Regions from separate parts of the Pan troglodytes genome. Here region 1 is linked to region 2. The links are chromatin contacts, called in public HiChIP or PLAC-seq maps. All regions are on one chromosome and are shown on one strand. Each heading gives the region's core, a stretch centred on a gene start, on an enhancer-like site or on the middle of the called end of the contact. The rest is flanking DNA. Distances are from core to core; before and after follow the strand shown.

Region 1 (2,778 bases), core at 244-2,743, 130 kb before region 2:
TGCTTGGGGAAGAGAAGTGGGGGAGTCGGATTTTTTATTCTAGACAGGCCTTCAACTGATTGAAGGAAGCCCACCCATATTATGGAAGGCAGCCATCTTTACCCAGAGTTCAATGATTTTAGTGTTAACCTCATCCAAAGACATCCAGCAAGTTAACACATAAAATTAACCATCACACCAGATCTGCTGAATCTGAATCTAGATTTTAAAAGGATTTGCCAGGTGACTCTGCATAATCAAGTTTGAAAATTGCATTTTTCTACAACCCTTAGAGAGTGTAAAAATCTACATGGTAATTCAGTAACTCAGAAACAAGGCTTGATTTGCTGCTTTAACTTGAGAACTTTCCTAGCATTTACTGATCTGGAGGTAGGGATGCCTACAGAAATCCTCGCCCTCCCTTCTAGGTAAAGGACCCTCCCCTTTGTTCTCACGTGGACCTCACTAAGCTTCTAACCTGGTTTGCTGAATTAGTGGCTTGCGGGTCTTCCCTGTCTACACCAAACTCTCCGAGAGCATCTACATCTTATTTTCTACCTCCACAGAGACAGCCTTTATTGGCGGATCCAGATCTGCCCTGCCAAGGCGAGCTGGGTTTTCCTAGTTTCACTTTCAGAGTCCGCAAATGCTAGCACAATCTATCCAAATTCTATCGTGGAGATATAACATGCACACATACATCAGAGGATTCCATAGGTCGAACCATTTGAAACTACCTATGTTGATTATTTTTACCTATAAAACCAGCAACATCATAGGACTCAACAAATTTCCATTGCTGTTTTTCCGCCTAAAAGCTATTTTAGGACCAGGAGCAGTGGCTCACGCCTGTAATCCCAGCACTTTGGGAGGCCGAGGAGGATTGCTTGAGCCCAGGAGTTCGAAACCAGCCTGGGCAATATAATAAGACCACGCCTCTACAAAAATAAAAAGTAGAAACAAAATTAGCCAGATGTGGTGGCATGCCCCTGTAGTCCCAGCTACTTGGGGGAGCTGAAGAGAATCGCTTGAGTCCAGGAGTTGGAGGTTGCAGTGAGCTGCGATTGCGCCACTGCATTCCAGCTTGGGCAACAGAGCAAGACCCTGTCTGGGAGACCAAAAAAAAAAAAAAAAAAAGCTATTTTAGGGACAATATGCTGTCACAGTCACGAGGTAGATAGTACAAAGGTTGCTAACAGTATGGCAACTGACTGCTAACAAGTGAATGTCAAATTGTGAAATGCACACCACCCACTTCCCTAGTTCGGTCGAAGCCCTCCCCTTAATTATGTGCAATTCAAGTCCCCACTGCCCGCCCGCAAGCCCCCACTCATCCTCGCTGCGGGCAGGGTGGCCCCTGCACTTTACAAGGGGGTGCAGGAGCGGGAGACAGTCGTCTGAACACCGGCTCCCCGGCATGCGTAGACCGGCGGGGCGAGCTCACTTTGCGCCAATCCTACGAGAACTCCCAGAACTCCGCTTCCCTAGTCCAACCCAAGCCAGAGTTGCCCACACCTAAGATGGCGGCGGGGGCGGAGTCGGCGCGGCCGCCTCTGGGCGGGACCGCGGGGACTAGACGTGGCCGCGGGGCGGTGTCATCGCCCCCGCCCCGCCCGGTCCAGCCAGCTCGGCCCGGGGGCTTCGGGCTGTCGGGCCGGCGCACCCTTCTCTGCCAGGTGGCGAGTACACCTGCTCCACGTAGGCGTCATGAGGTCTCCGGTTCGAGACCTGGCCCGGAATGATGGCGAGGAGAGCACGGACCGCACGCCTCTTCTACCGGGCGCCCCACTGGCCGAAGCCGGTAAGCGGCGGGGTCGTCCAGGGGCTTCGAGTGGGCGGCGGTCCCGGGGGCGGCGGTCTCTGGGCCGGCATGGCCCGGGTACCCGCACCCTGCGCCGGCGGGACCGGAACTGCTCAGGCGCGAGGGGACATTAAGAGGGGAGCCCGTTCAGAGTGCCGCTCAGTCCCGCCTGCCTCGGTGCGCAGAAGCCCCTCGGGGACCCCGGGGGCCGCGACCGTGATCGCGGAGCCGAGCCGGGGCCTCGGCAGGTGCAGCCCCACGGGGCGGGGGCGGGGGCGGGGGCGGGGAGCGGCGGTGCAGCCGGCGCTGCGCTGGTGGTTATTTTGGGTGGTGCTGAGCAAGGGACCCAGTGGAAGAACGAACTGGGAGAGAATCATCAAATGAATGGGCTAAGGTCCGAGCGGAGGACCCGGTGTAAGAGCAAACTGGAGGAGAAACCTGCAGATCAGTAGGCAGAGGGCTGTCCTTCCCTGTCACCGCTAGGTTTCCGCCACTGCGTATCCGCCAGCATGTGACCTGGTAGCTTCTTAGGCGGGGAGGGAAGACAAAAAAGGACTGGAGTTAACATTTGTGAGTATGCAGAGGGCAACTATTGTATAACCCAGCTAATATCTTGACATTGTGCAGTAAGAGACTAAAAACATCGAGGACATTTTTTTTTCCGTCTGGCAGTCTATGATTTAAGTTAGGAAAAGGTTCAGTTATCCTCAAGATACCTATGGAGTTCTAAGGTAATTTGCCAAAGGTCTTGGAACAAATCGAAAAGCAGGTACGTCGTAAAGCATCTTCCCTGAATTTGAGAAAATTAAAATATTTTGCTATTTGACACTTTTGTAATATAGTTTATTTGAAAGTAACGAAAACTAAAGAACAAATCAGTTTGAATGCATTCTACAGTTTCAAAGATCTGTGTGTGAGAAAGAGTTGTGTTGGAAATTTGACTTTGGCTGACCCAGAATTGTATAGTTTCTATATTTTTATTTGTTTTTAATGTTACC
Region 2 (2,880 bases), core at 102-2,601:
GAAGCTGGGCAATGATATTCTACAGCTGGAAGAAGAAACATAATGATCTAGTAATTAGCTCATTAAAAATAAACGTTCTTCTTTCCTCAGAGGAGCATTTCCCAAGGCCTGCCTTGATAGCCATCCAAAAAGGCCAAGCTCATCCAATCTTGCCCTAGATTTATGCTAAAATGCAGTTACAATCTATAGGATGACAGAAAACGACAGCACTTATTTAAATATAATAGGCACTTATTTAAATAGGAGAAGCTGTGACTTCATAGCAAGTGTTGGGGTTAGGAAACTGGGTGGATAAACTTGCTGATGCTGTAGATCTTAGTCTCTACATGAGATCATGTGGAAAATCTGAAAGCATTTTAGGTTCCTTATGTTTGCAATCAAATGACTGTACACCTTTTAATTTAAAAAGTACCATGAGGCACACACACACACTCGCAGGAACTTTTTGGCGTAACAAAACTAGAATTAGATCTAAAGCTAACTGTAGGACTGAGTCTATTCTAAACTGAAAGCCTGGACATCTGGAGTACCAGGGGGAGATGACGTGTTACGGGCTTCCATAAAAGCAGCTGGCTTTGAATGGAAGGAGCCAAGAGGCCAGAACAGGAGCGGATTCGTCGCTTTCACGGCCATCGAGCCGAACCTCTCGCAAGTCCGTGAGCCGTTAAGGAGGCCCCCAGTCCCGACCCTTCGCCCCAAGCCCCTCGGGGTCCCCGGGCCTGGTACTCCTTGCCACACGGGAGGGGCGCGGAAGCCGGGGCGGAGGAGGAGCCAACCCCGGGCTGGGCTGAGACCCGCAGAGGAAGACGCTCTAGGGATTTGTCCCGGACTAGCGAGATGGCAAGGCTGAGGACAGGAGGCTGATTGAGAGGCGAAGGTACACCCTAATCTCAATACAACCTTTGGAGCTAAGCCAGCAATGGTAGAGGGAAGATTCTGCACGTCCCTTCCAGGCGGCCTCCCCGTCACCACCCCCCCAACCCGCCCCGACCGGAGCTGAGAGTAATTCATACAAAAGGACTCGCCCCTGCCTTGGGGAATCCCAGGGACCGTCGTTAAACTCCCACTAACGTAGAACCCAGAGATCGCTGCGTTCCCGCCCCCTCACCCGCCCGCTCTCGTCATCACTGAGGTGGAGAAGAGCATGCGTGAGGCTCCGGTTCCCGTCAGTGGGCAGAGCGCACATCGCCCACAGTCCCCGACAAGTTGGGGGGAGGGGTCGGCAATTGAACCGGTGCCTAGAGAAGGTGGCGCGGGGTAAACTGGGAAAGTGATGTCGTGTACTGGCTCCGCCTTTTTCCCGAGGGTGGGGGAGAACCGTATATAAGTGCAGTAGTCGCCGTGAACGTTCTTTTTCGCAACGGGTTTGCCGCCAGAACACAGGTAAGTGCCGTGTGTGGTTCCCGCGGGCCTGGCCTCTTTACGGGTTATGGCCCTTGCGTGCCTTGAATTACTTCCACGCCCCTGGCTGCAGTACGTGATTCTTGATCCCGAGCTTCGGGTTGGAAGTGGGTGGGAGAGTTCGAGGCCTTGCGCTTAAGGAGCCCCTTCGCCTCGTGCTTGAGTTGAGGCCTGGCTTGGGCGCTGGGGCCGCCGCGTGCGAATCTGGTGGCACCTTCGCGCCTGTCTCGCTGCTTTCGCTAAGTCTCTAGCCATTTAAAATTTTTGATAACCAGCTGCGACGCTTTTTTCTGGCGAGATAGTCTTGTAAATGCGGGCCACGATCTGCACACTGGTATTTCGGTTTTTGGGGCCGCGGGCGGCGACGGGGCCCGTGCGTCCCAGCGCACATGTTCGGCGAGGCGGGGCCTGCGAGCGCGGCCACCGAGAATCGGACGGGGGTAGTCTCAAACTGGCCGGCCTGCTCTGGTGCCTGGCCTCGCGCCGCCGTGTATCGCCCCGCCCTGGGCGGCAAGGCTGGCCCGGTCGGCACCAGTTGCGTGAGCGGAAAGATGGCCGCTTCCCGGCCCTGCTGCAGGGAGCTCAAAATGGAGGACGCGGCGCCCGGGAGAGCGGGCGGGTGAGTCACCCACACAAAGGAAAAGGGCCTTTCCTTCCTCAGCCGTCGCTTCATGTGACTCCACGGAGTACCGGGCGCCGTCCAGGCACCTCGATTAGTTCTCGAGCTTTTGGAGTACGTCGTCTTTAGGTTGGGGGGAGGGGTTTTATGCGATGGAGTTTCCCCACACTGAGTGGGTGGAGACTGAAGAGTTAGGCCAGCTTGGCACTTGATGTAATTCTCCTTGGAATTTGCCCTTTTTGAGTTTGGATCTTGCCTCATTCTCAAGCCTCAGACAGTGGTTCAAAGTTTTTTTCTTCCATTTCAGGTGTCGTGAAAACTACCCCTAAAAGCCAAAATGGGAAAGGAAAAGACTCATATCAACATTGTCGTCATTGGACACGTAGATTCGGGCAAGTCCACCACTACTGGCCATCTGATCTATAAATGCGGTGGCATCGACAAAAGAACCATTGAAAAATTTGAGAAGGAGGCTGCTGAGGTATGTTTAATACCAGAAAGGGAAAGATCAACTAAAATGAGTTTTACCAGCAGAATCATTAGGTGATTTCCCCAGAACTAGGGAGTGGTTTAGATCTGAATGCTAATAGTTAAGACCTTACTTATGAAATAGTTTTGCTTTTGGTGACTTCTGTAATCGTATTGCTAGTGAGTAGATTTGGATGTTAATAGTTAAGATCCTACTTATAAAAGTTTGCTTTTTGGTTGCTTCTGTAACCCAAAGTGACTAAAATCACTTTGGACTTGCAGTTGTAAAGTGGAAACTGCCAATTAAGGGCTGGGGACAAGGAAATTGAAGCTGGAGTTTGTTTTAGTAACCAAGTAACGACTCTTAATCCTTACAGATGGGAAAGGGCTCC

What was found. HiChIP or PLAC-seq counts read pairs in DNA pulled down with a chosen protein or histone mark.
Region 1: a contact with region 2 is called in an H3K4me3 HiChIP or PLAC-seq map of stem cell-derived excitatory neurons, with 6 times the contacts expected there. The contact joins the promoter of SLC17A5 here to the promoter of EEF1A1 in region 2. A contact is called at or near these places in 1 of 7 Hi-C or Micro-C datasets (stem cell-derived neural progenitor cells) and 1 of 1 datasets of contacts at active chromatin or transcription factors (stem cell-derived excitatory neurons).

The regions. Positions count from the first base shown.
Region 1 is chr5:85,593,959-85,596,736 of NHGRI_mPanTro3-v2.0_pri, reverse strand. It overlaps SLC17A5 (solute carrier family 17 member 5), which reads left to right and starts at 1,493. Exons shown (of 11, transcript XM_009451561.5): 1 at 1,493-1,780. The coding sequence starts at 1,687.
Region 2 is chr5:85,462,451-85,465,330 of NHGRI_mPanTro3-v2.0_pri, reverse strand. It overlaps EEF1A1 (eukaryotic translation elongation factor 1 alpha 1), which reads left to right and starts at 1,351. Exons shown (of 8, transcript NM_001009165.1): 1 at 1,351-1,383; 2 at 2,328-2,501; 3 at 2,866-2,880. The coding sequence starts at 2,358.